Linked DNA regions of Sorghum bicolor: region 1 is linked to region 2. The links are chromatin contacts, called in public HiCAR-type maps. All regions are on one chromosome and are shown on one strand. The core of a region is the stretch at or near the end of the contact, and the rest is flanking DNA. Distances in the headings are between cores, read along the strand shown.

Evidence for each region. HiCAR-type assays count read pairs that join an accessible place to other places.
Region 1: a HiCAR-type map of leaf shows a contact between it and region 2, with 6 times the contacts expected there. The contact joins the promoter of LOC8067142 here to the promoter of LOC8071455 in region 2. A contact is called at or near these places in 1 of 4 Hi-C or Micro-C datasets (leaf) and 1 of 1 datasets of contacts at active chromatin or transcription factors (leaf).

The regions. Positions count from the first base shown.
Region 1 is chr8:1,920,383-1,926,501 of Sorghum_bicolor_NCBIv3, reverse strand. LOC8067142 (probable apyrase 3) reads left to right here and starts at 2,084. Exons shown (of 9, transcript XM_021446321.1): 1 at 2,084-2,464; 2 at 2,915-3,043; 3 at 3,212-3,268; 4 at 3,360-3,452; 5 at 3,586-3,791; 6 at 4,052-4,143; 7 at 4,257-4,471; 8 at 4,550-4,733; 9 at 4,863-5,218. The coding sequence starts at 2,186. The coding sequence ends at 4,993.
Region 2 is chr8:1,883,030-1,889,376 of Sorghum_bicolor_NCBIv3, reverse strand. LOC8071455 (trigger factor-like protein TIG, Chloroplastic) reads left to right here and starts at 3,837. Exons shown (of 13, transcript XM_002442686.2): 1 at 3,837-4,182; 2 at 4,408-4,491; 3 at 5,039-5,167; 4 at 5,615-5,703; 5 at 5,851-6,034. The coding sequence starts at 3,928.

The DNA.
Region 1 (6,119 bases), core at 835-3,334, 39 kb before region 2:
TCTCGTATCTGTTCACTGCCGGTAAAATCGGATCAGAAAACAAAGACTGGCGGGGCAAGAGTCAAGAGTCAGGCTCAAGATGGGCTCTAGCAGGCCCAGACCCAAAGAGAACCAGTGGGAAATTAATCAAGGAAGGATTTAACCACTTTTTAAGCTTCTTTGAGATTTGTGCAAAATTTTTGAGGAGGTCTACTAGAGAAAAATTGTATATCTATTAGATAAACTAGAGGCCGTACGTTGCCGCGGGTATGAAAGAGGAATCTATATGCATATAGTGTTGGTAATGCAAAATCATGATATAATATATGTATATAGATTTATTAGTATAATCATAGAGATTGTATCCATAGTGGATGATGTGTATCGCAGACGTGGATATTACAAATCTTGTGCTAGTGAACTTTAATTACAAATGATAGTGGACTACACCTTGCATGTCAATAGAAATTATAAGTGACAAATCATAGTGGACCGTTGAGGTAGATACCGAAATTGCTAATGGTAAATGACAGTGGACTGCTGAAGTGGACGTCTTGCATATCAATAAAAACAACTAGTAGTTTTTGTTTTATAAGAGTTATAGATACTCGTGCGTATAACATGCATTTTTTTGTTGACACTTACGTCCACAGACTTCCAAAAAAACAATTAAAATTCATATCGGACGGATCAAGTTTTCGATGACTTGTATAAGGAATTGTGATTCACTTTGGCCTCTTTTTTTAAACTGGCCACCTAGTTTTTTTAATTGACACAAAGAGATAATTTACTAGCCACGTTTTCATTATATTCCGAAGCTTTCATATACTACTCGATATCATGGGTAGATTTCGTGTTAGGCTTTTAGCAGGCCGTGGGGGCAAGGTGAAGCCACTGCCGGTCTGTGTCGTGCCACCCCACGGGCCTAGCAGTCTAGGCACGAGGCTACTACCTAGACCGTGCCAACCCAGGCCCACATACCACCGGGCTGAGCTATGCTTAGGCTGAGCCAAAATTACGGACCTCCGGGCCGCCATACTCAAGGCTATATGGACATTTATACACATGGAGGCACTAGGTGACAAGGCCACCAAGGCGTTTTCGTTAGGGATGAAAACGGTACGGATATTTTAAGACCGTATTCGATACCGAATTCGTTTAGAGGGGTTCAGATCTATCTGTATCCGAGTCCGAATATTCAACATCCGATACCGTATCCGTATCCGAATACTTAAATCGTATATTTATGATGTCGACATCCAATCGTATCTTATCCGACATGATTGATATTATCCGTATTCGAATCCGAATTCGACCAGAAATATGAAAACAAATATGATATCCGTCCGTATCCGATCCGTTTTCATCTCTAGTTTTCGTGGTCTTTTGGTGGACTTGCTGTGTGGGCCGCTTCACGTGTACTTCCTCCGTCCCATAAATAAACGCAATTTTAGCAATGAACCTGTACATGCGTGGTGTTTATATTAATTGCTAGAATTGTGTTTTTTTTTGGGACAGATGGAGTACTTTAATGGTGGCTTGATCCAGGATTCGAGATAAATTCCTTCTTTTCTAAAAAAGATGAGTTTCTTCTCTTTTTTTTCCTTACACAAATACAGATGCTTATACGTTATGCTTGCTGCTAGTCGTATTCGTATTGTTGTACATGTTTGGAGTTCGGAGGCGCGCGCACGAAACGCCGTTGGATGAAAGCCCGGGCACAAGTTTACATATATGTTCAGTGGAACTTATATAATGTGAACCTCTTTTTGAAAGTATATAGTGCGATCTTCAACGGACAAGACTTGTGGTTTATATATGCGCACGTATATTGTTCGAATAAAGAATATGTAATATATGTGTGCTCGTGCTCGAATTGGACAAACAACCGTACCGCCAGCTCTCCGGCCAAAAGTCTGAAGACTCCACTGGCACCGGCAGCACTATATAGCTAGTTATTCGATTAGCACCTCATCAATTGTGAAATTTGTGTCACAGTTGGTTGTAGTTCTTGAGAAAAGAGTGCGCATGAACATATTGTATTTATATGATACTTGGGGTACTAGCCTGCAAAGCTCCTCCCCATCAAGAATAAAGCTACACTGAACTGAGAGCTCAGAGTCCAGTCCAGTGTCGATCCACCAGACACGTACGAGTGAAGTGACCGACCACCTGCTGCCCGGCCGGGCATATTGCAGCAGCGGCAATGGCTTGCCTCGCCGGTAGCGTTGGCGTTGCTGCAATTCTTCTCGTCTTCCACCTCGCCTCCGCTGGTGGAAGCAGCAGCGTCGATCTTGGGCGAAAGGCCGGCAGCATCGCCGCCGCCGCCGACGAGCAGTCGCCGGCAGTGGAGGAGGCGGCCTCGAGGGGGAGGTACGCCGTCATCTTCGACGCCGGGAGCACGGGCAGCCGTGTTCACGTCTTCAAATTCGACAAGAAGCTCGACCTCGTCCCGATCGGCGACGACATCGAGTTCTTCACCAAGGTACCATCAGTTAGCTAGATAGTTACATCTATCGGCAATTCATCTCAGAAAGGAAATATATAGACTGATCAACCAGTGACAATAACGCATCATCGGAAGAACACGAACGTACAGTGCACGATGACCGTATGTGGCATCCCGAAAACGAGCCAACACCATCACAGTAAAAGCTTGTAACTGGCCGGTTTAATTTGGTGTTGGACCTTATCCTGCACACGGATATACAATGCAAGGGGCTCACACAGCATGTGACCTGTTGGGGTCCACAAATTTGGATGCTAGTGTACACTTTAGCAATAACAAAAGAAGAAGAAGAAAAGCCGGAAAATAAATTTGAAATTAACAAATCATTTTTTTCATCTGCCCTCCTCTTTATATGCAAAGCAAAGTTACTGAGTGGATTGTTGATGAATTATTATGTATGCATGTTTGTGACTTGTTGATGATCAGATAAAGCCCGGGCTGAGCTCATTTGCGGGGAAACCTCAAGAGGCCGCAAACTCTATACTGCCCCTTCTTGAGCAGGCTAAGGAGATTGTCCCTCTCCGGCTTCAGAAAGATACTCCGCTCAAACTTGGGGTAATAAATTGTTTTCTTCATCTAAGTTCATCATCTAATGATGAAAGACCCCCTCCCATATACATCTGTAGCTGTATGTTCACGTTTCAATGCATCTCAAGTACTAGTGATTAGTGGATAAAGCTTAATATCATCTTACACATATCCTGTGTTTCTATCAAATTGCAGGCAACAGCTGGTCTAAGATTAATCGGAGATGAGAAGGCAGAGGAGATTCTTGAAGCGGTAGCATACCATCTTACTAACCAAATCATGCCTTGTTGTATTCTAGATACAAAGTTTTCTTTCTTAATTGTTTGTTTGTTTCTCAATGCAGGTTAGAGATCTTGTCCACACCAAGAGCAAATTTCAGTACAACCCCAAATGGATCACTGTTCTCGAGGGAACGCAAGAAGGATCTTACCTATGGGTATGTAAATTATTCCTAACTTCTGTGTTACATAATTTATTTATTTATTATTTTTTGCCAAAAAACATGTGCAATACATCTTGTGTTCTCAGTTAGTAAACTGTGATGTATGTGGCACCTACTTGTGTTGTAGGTTGCTCTGAATTATCTGTTAGGTAAGTTGGGAGGGGACTACTCGAAGACGGTTGGAGTGATAGATTTGGGAGGTGGATCAGTGCAAATGGCATATGCCGTTTCTGGGAATGCTGCTGCAAATGCCCCAGCTGTACCTGATGGGAAGGATCCATACATTACAAAGGAGTACCTGAAGGGAAAATATTATAACCTCTATGTTCACAGGTTTAGCAAACATTATGTTTAAACTTTAACTTACTTAGCCTGTCATTGACTTTTACATTATGTTGGAAAGAGTAAACTATGATGGTACTTACTACATCGTTTAGTGTTTGCAGTTTTTTTACATTACAGTAATAATCATTGAACCATGATGATTCAGTAAAAGAATTATTAAACCATGATGAATGTTTTCTATATCAAATCATGAACTAATGTTCTAGTTTGTGACTAATGCAAGTAACCTTCCTTGTTTACCTCTGCAGCTACTTGTACTATGGCCTGTCTGCTGTTCGAGTAGAGATTCTGAAGGCAAAGAATGGGCCATTTAGCCACTGCGTATTGCGTGGGTTCAGTGGTATGCTGGCATACATGCATAATCAACCTCCTTCTTGCTTATCAATTCGTCGTATTTCCAGTAACTAGCACACAAATGCTTAGTCCTGAATTGCTATCATATCATTCATTAAGGTACATACAGCTACAATGGGAAGGACTATGATGCAACGGCGTCACCTGAAGGCGCAGTGTATGACAAGTGCAGAGAAGAGATAATAAAGGCACTAAACCAGAGTGCACCATGTAATGCAAAGAACTGCACCTTTAATGGCGTCTGGAATGGAGGCGGTGGAGCTGGCCAGGACAATCTCTACGTTGCATCCTTCTTCTTTGACAAGGCTTCACAGGTATATATAATATAACTTAGCAACTCCTGATCATGTATATACAGACCTAATGATTCACATGAATCACTTAATTGGCAGGTTGGCTTCATTGACAGTGAGGCACCCAGCGTGAAGTCCACCCCATCGGCATTCAAAGCTGCTGCAGAGAAAGTTTGTTTGCTGAGCGCCGATGAAGCCAAAGCAGGGTACCCTGATCTCTATGATGTGCCATACATATGCATGGATCTCATCTACCAGTACACATTGCTTGTAGATGGCTTCGGTAAGTGCAGATAAAATGCATATCTAGATATCAAGAAAGTCTCCTTGTCGGATGGTCGATATTCGATCAACAACTAACATTCAGGTGTTTGAATTGAACAGACCAATTAATTAAATGTGGTTTATACAGGTTTGGCTCCAACGAAGGAGATTACTTTGGTGTCCAGAGTGAAGTATGGAGAGTTTGACGTTGAGGCAGCATGGCCTCTGGGCACTGCCATTGAAGCTGTTGCACCCAAGAAGATGAACCAGGATGCATAAGCTAGCTAGTCCTTTGTAATAATCTCTGATGAGAAATCACTCTGTCATGCCGATGTTCTGAAATAATTTCAGTCTAGTTCATGAGGATAAACTTTATCGGATCTAAGACTGATGATGAGAAGCTCTTCTAAGAGAGAATAATGTAGATCATTTAGTGTCCTTGCAAAACAAGTCAACAAGTCCCCATTCATCTTGAGTTTCATGATTCAGTTTACATGGTTTTGACATTGGCTGAACAATTCGTTGCAAAAAAGACATTGGTTGTGTCCTTGCATTGCAGAACAAGTTGGTTGTGCCCTCTGCGATCTCCTAGAGAACGTCCAGCTTTCGGACGCGCCAGATACCTTATTCTGGAGATTCTCCAAGGATTACACCTACTCCGCGGCTTCGGCCTACGGTGCCATATTCCTTGGATCATCGCCGGTACTCGGAGCCAAGTTGCTGTGGAAGACGGCTGCTCCACATCGCGTTCGTTTCTTCTTTTGGCTCTGCTTGCACGGTGGGTGCTGGACTGGGGATCGGAGATTTCGACATGGCCTGCAGCTTTCAAATCTTTGCGTCATGTGCAACCAGGAGCCGGAGACCATGGATCACATTCTCCTCGGCTGCAGCTTCAGCAGGGAGGTTTGGCATATTTGGCTCGTAAAGCTGCACCTGCAGGACATCATCATTGTTACTGAGGAGCCTTCGATCCAGTGGTGGCTGCGTGCTCGAAAGCTACTGCCCAAGCTGTTATGGCGGGGATTTGACTCCTTCGTGTTTCTTATAGGTTGGATGATCTGAAAAGAACGGAACGAAAGAACTTTCAACGGTGTTCACTCATCGCCGCAGGAACGGGCTCACGCGATTGCCAGCGAAGGCACCAACTGGGTGTTGGCAGGGTACAGCCTGAGGGTGCCCGCATCCAGACTTGTCGAGCGTTTCCACTCTCATTTTGTAATCTTCCTTTGCCATACTTTGCTTGCTAGTCTTTGCTTTGCGGGGGCTTGGGTAATTTGTCATTATCGCTTCCCTGAGTTCGTCTCTGTCTCAAACTCTTTCCTGCTTAATGAAAAACGCGCCGTTTAGCGTGGTCTCGAAAAAAACTTGTGTTGATTTTGCTTTGGCCATTTGGCGCACGAGTAGA
Region 2 (6,347 bases), core at 2,588-5,087:
CATACAGCTGTGGTAGGCCAGTGGAAACAACAGTTCGCCTTACTGCATAGTAGGTACATATCTGCTGTTTAAGTTACAATATGTGATTTATTTATGTGCCAGCGCTTGGTATCCTGATATGAAATTTTTGATGTTACAACATTCAGCAGTCCTAAAAGTACATGTGCAATGTGATCCACAGTTTGAGCAGGTTTTTGGTCAATGATGACCTTGAGATATGCTATGAGAATTTGAAGGTAATTCACCCAGATCATTGGCTACCTTGCCTGTATTTTTTTCGATGCAAGACTCCAATAATGACATTAATATTTTCTAAATAATTGATTGTAACCTGCAGAGGTTGCTATCTCTGGATGATACCAAGAAGATTCAGATGATTTTTCTAACTTTGATGAAGTACTTTTCCTTCCACTGTGGACTGATGCTTCAGTGTGTATTTTTGATGCTCAATCCCATTATCCTTCAGTTACCAAGTAGGGCAAAGAAACTGCAAGTTACTCTATCATGGCAAAAACCGGATGTAATCTATACCTATGCACCACCGTATATATGTAATATACACTCAATCATATATCCAACACGTTTTGCCCATCTTCAAAAACTTCAGTTACCAAGTAGAACAGACTGTATAATATACACTCAATCGTATATATATGTAATAAACACTACAGATTAGTGAGCATGCATGTATAAACAGTGTCCCTAGACTGAATTTGGGGGGGGGGGGGGGAATCCATAACTTTGTGATGTTTTTCAACTTTAATAACTAAACATATATGTGATGAAGGTGATGACCCTCAAGGTTGAACACTTGAATCCAAAAGGTTGAGAAATTTTTGAAATGGTGAGAGTTCAAAGTGAAGATAGAGTGAAAATTGCTATATCATGTATCCCACTGCTTTGAAATGGTGAGGTTCTTGGCTCCCTACTAGGCTGAAGCAAACACGATGTGTACTGTGAAACAACATAAAAAACATAGGCTTATTGCCATTAGTCACTAAACATATGTTTTCAGACCAGTGAACAGGCTCTCAAGGATTATGTTGGATGAAAATGAATACATGATTTTTTTCCAAAGTTAGATGTAAAATGTAAAAAAAACATCTGAATGATGTTGCACAAAGCAACAACAACCTACGTGTATTATCTATACTATAATTGACCACTTCAAATAATTTTAGATCTACCAAGGAAAATGTCCCTCGCTGAGTAGTCTAACCATTGTGTACCCAGAAAATTACACACAAAAATTTATCTCCATTAAAATTAAGGGCTCACAAAACAACTATGTCAGATCCAAAGGCCTAGAACCAAAGTTTGATGCGAGGCTTCTCACCCCCTTCACACCCGCTCCCTCCCCTCATGAGTCATCCCCCGCACGCCGCAGGTTCGATTCCTGAGACTCGCTAGAAAAAAATCACCGTATAGAAAGAAAAAAACCTCCCAGGCCCAGGGCAGCAGGACTCGCTGCCCTCGACGCCTCGCTCCAAGACGCACGGCGGCGGCCCTCACCATGCTTCTCGGAATCGTGCTCGAAGCCATGAACTAGGCCACGTGGAAGCAGTCCTCGCCATGTTGCATGGAGCCATGCTCGATCACCGGCCCTCCTCGTGCTGCATGGCCCCTCACGACCTCACTGGATGTTTGTACTCTACCACTTGCAGGTTCTTCTCTCTTCCTTTCCTAAACCCCTTCTGATTCATAATCCAATACAGGTTCCTAATACAATGGGCTTTGTGTTCTCCTGCAATGGATTTTTTTGTACTCCCTAATGATGTTGCAAAGTGTCCTCTTTAAAGCCCTGAAGATGTTCGACAAAATGGCAGAGTTGAATTGGCACACTCATGGTCAAGCAATGCATTTGCACCAAGGTACCTGGTAACAATAGAATTCTTTGATTCGTGTCAATTTAAGCTCCAGAAAGAAACTCATGATACCTTGCCATTTAAATCTAAGACTGGACCCTTTTTTGAGGACCCTCCAACTTTCAATTCCACAGAGAAAAATAGTACGAAAGCAACCAATTTTTTCTGTTTTCTTGCTCTATTCTGAAATGATATATTTGGCAAAATGGTCACAGAGAGCATTTGTGTCAACCTACATTTGGTTACTGCAGGTATTCACAAATTCTGATAAAGCTCATGTGGAGGAAGCTCTGCACAGACTTTGTTTATAGGGTTTACTGTGTTCACAAATTACTAGGACATGGTTGTGAGTAGTCCTTTCTCTTCTCTATGTGCAAGATGGTAACAGTAAAAGAGCTAGGACTTCAACATAGCACTATGGACAATGCAAGGTAAATTTAGATCCCCTTACAATATTCAATTATTAAGTCATTGCTAACATGGAGAGCAGTAGAGCTTTCTCATCCTCTGTTCTTTGTTTGACGTCACTTTAGGAGCTCCTTTTCTGCCTCTGACAGATGTAGTGCCTAGCCATTTGCTATCAAAATCATTGAATGCTACATCACCAAATTATATTTTTCTAGGTGCCAAGATTTATGGTTTTTAAAAATTTAGGCCAAGAATAATTTATGTTTTCAGGGGTAGAGATGACTGAAAAAATGTATGGAAATTTGTCTTTGATTTGGAGGTGGGGTGGGGGTGGGGGCATACTTTATCATCCGGTGAAACAAGAATGATATTTGAATGGCCCATGATGTGTAAATGTCAATGCTCTTGATCGATGTGAAGTGACTGCATGTTCTTTTTAATTCCTTTTATTGTTTTGCCAGCTGACCAAAATCAAGCAATTACCATGATATCATATATGCATCGTCAGCAGAGACAGCACAGGTAAGAAGGAAAATTGTGTACCTTCAGTGCTCCAATAGATAGGAGATTGTCAACAACAAGACAATTGGGGAAGGTTCAGACAACGTTTTGCTTGTGGGAATGGAGGGTGTTGCACCAAGTTCTGTCAGCATTGATGTTCTATATGTGGTGAGGATGTTAACACTTGCATCAAGATTTCTGTTAGTTAGGCCAATGAATACGAAGGTTTTTGCTGTTTGTTTGCAGAAAGTTGAAGATCCACTTCACTTTTATAATCAAGATATGCTAACGAACACATTTTCTTATTTAATCAATTGTTATTTTTGCATGTGAAGATTTCTGTTATTTAGGCCAATGAATACGAAGGTTTTTGCTGTTTGTTTGCAGAAAGTTGAAGATCCACTTCACTTTTATAATCAAGGTATGCTAACGAACACATTTTTTTATTTAATCAATTGTTATTTTTGCATGTGAACTTGCCTCTGCAGATATGCGCAACCTCATATGATCTATCTTGCAAATTGAGTGCAGTTTTAGATTCCAGAGAGCTCACTAGGTCAGTATCATTTCTATTTCACTAGAAAACATTACACTTGTGACTATCAGGTGATGGCTTGGGGGGAAAGGTCATGCTTGGATACGCAGAGAGTGGCAAGCTTATTGCCTTTTGCAAAACAAAAAACAGTTTTTAGGAGTGGCAAGCTTATTGCTTTTTGCACACAAAAAACAGTTTTCAGTGAATGAAGGATTGTTCCTAACCATCTTGCACTGAACTTTCTCAACCTGCCTATTCTCGGTTGGCATTAGAGAAGGAATAGGGTTCCACCATTCTTGTACTGCAGTTAATTTGACCCAACTTAAGGCATGGATAATATTTTTGACGAGAAACAGTTATATTGCTTTCTTTTCTACAATGTAATTTGGTTGCATTTGTATATATTTGAGTTCTAATTTGTAGGTATCTGAATGTTGTCGTAGGGCAATATACTAGTGTTAATAATGCTCTCAAATTGGCAGAGATGGCGCGAGAGGACAAAATCTCTTGTCTTATCCGCCACACACGTCGCGCCGGCCACACAAACCGCGCTGATCCCGGGCGCCCGCTTTAGTTCACTCCCCTGTCCCCTCCTCTCCGCGCAGCGGCGACCAAACCATGGAGCTGTCCACCGTCGCCGCCGCAGTTGCCTCGGCCGCCGCGCGTCCACACGGGCATTTCTCCTCTCCCCGCGCGGCCTCCGTCTCCGTCTCCGTCTCGTGGAACAACAGTCCCTCGCTCGCCTCCACCTCACGACGGCAAAGGCTGCTGCGGCGGCTCCCCGTCACCTCGGCCGTCGTGGAGCTCCGCCAAGCCGCTGCCGGGGGCGGAGACTCGCTTCGTGTCACCGAGACGCGGCAGCCTGGATCCAGTGTGAGTCCCCCGCCCGCCTTCCCCTTCCTTGCCTCGCCACGTTGCGATTGCGGCTCGGTGAATGAACAATGAAGCAGGGCGCGTACTGTTCGAGCTTCCATGGTTTGCATATCTTGCAGTTTGCCGCCACGGAGGCTGCTGTGATGGGTAGTGTGAGTAACAGTGGGTAAAGTTTCGTGCTTGATTTTTACGGCCACCTGGCTGTGCGTGTGTCGTTCTTGGCAGGTTAAGTTCAGCGTGGAGGTGCCTACTTCCATCATTCACGACTGTTACCAAACCACGCTACAGGAGTACGCGAAACGTTTTAAGGTATCATTTCTGTGCAAACTGCAAACACGTATGATATGAGTAGTGGGGGTACACCCATAAGAAATTATAAACACATTGGTTGGTTCCTCCAGGAGGTTGATTATGTTACAAATGTTTCGTGGCACAGCAAGACATTAAGCTTTACTACTTCAAATTTAATCGGTACATGCTTCTGTGATCATGTACTTATGAATGGGGTCATGCTCTACGCAGTGCTTAGCACACTGATAGTTTTCTGGATGTGTGGCCAAGTGTACGCTCAACATTCTCATTAAAATTGTGCCTCATCCTTTTTGTGTAAAATAAAGCGCTTTGAAACTGCAAACAGTCAGCCCTGCTGCTTGCAAGTTCCAGGATTTGTCCACTTGTGCAAAATTCGTCAATTTATCATAGCTACAGTACACTAGACATCATTCAAAGAGACCAGAATTCCAAACTGGTGCAGATGTTTCTTCAGAGTAGGATGCTGTCTGTCAGTTGTCACTTACCATGTGATGCTGTATATTATACAGTCTGTTCTGATGTCCATGCTGTTTCTTCTTGACAGGTTCCTGGATTTCGGCCTGGGAAGATCATTCCAGAAAACATTCTTATAAACTATGTAGGACCGCAACATGTACAGGATGCCACAATTGAAGCTGTCTTGAAACATACACTTCCTCAAGCATTGTCCTCGGTAATGAACTCTTAGTCCTATTTGGGGAAGCATCTCTGATGTCTATGATCATAAGCTGTTGGTTTCAAAGTGCTCATGGAAACCAAAATCTAGTTTTGGTAATCTATATTTTTATTATACTCATTCGAGTGATGGTGAAGATTTTGTGGTGAATCTGTCAATTATTACTGAACAGACAGCATTATCTACTAGCATTTCATCATCCCTACTGAACAGACAACTGGCAAGGTGATCTGCAGGCAACACTATCTACTAGCATTTATGTAGAAATTCAATGTGCACCTTTCTGTACTCCATATATCTCCAAAATCACTTCAGCAGTCTGAAACTCTGAATATCTTGTTGAACCATGACTTTTCCTTCCTCCATATTGGCATATATTGTATGACATGCACTTACTACTACGTACATCTATCCAGCTAATGCCTTCCTTTTTTTGGGTGTAAGGTAGAGGAGAGGGCATTAGAAGATTCTGTTCGCATTCTTACTCAGTTTGATGATATGAGAAATTCTTTCTCACTCGACAATGTGTTTAGGTAGACAGTTCTGCCATATATATGACCTACTCATTTCATTTTTTTTAAAGAAAATTGACAGTTCTCAACGAACAGGTTCAACGCTAATACACTATCGATCATGTGATCTTGAGGTCATATACTTTGTTAATGTCAAATTTTGGTCAGGTATGATGTTGCTGTGGATGTTGTCCCTGAAGTCCGATGGTTATCCGAAGACAAATATAAGAACCTCAAAGTTGTCGTTGAAATAGATGAAGCTGTTGATGCAGAAAAGGCAGCAGAAAAAGAGCTTCAGCGACGTCATAAAGCTCTGGGCTTACTTAGAGTTGTGGCTGACAGAGGCCTCCAGGTAATTCTATAGGTACTCTAGTTTGTAACAAACTAATGACACTCAGTTAGTTATTCTTGTAATGAGGCATGTCTGTTTTGAAGCAAATCATGGGCCCACTCATTTTACTTGAAACTAGGCACTTTCAGCAACTATTGCATTATTCCAATATTCTTTGTGTTCCTCTCGTACGTTTATATCCCTTATTTCTTATTTTGTCTCTACTCTGTCGAATTGACCTTAAATACTCATAGTACCAACCAGTATAGGCAATACTGTTCAAGACTGGTAGGACCTGTGACCGGCTAGCTCTCAGCTGAAGTGATAAGTTGAT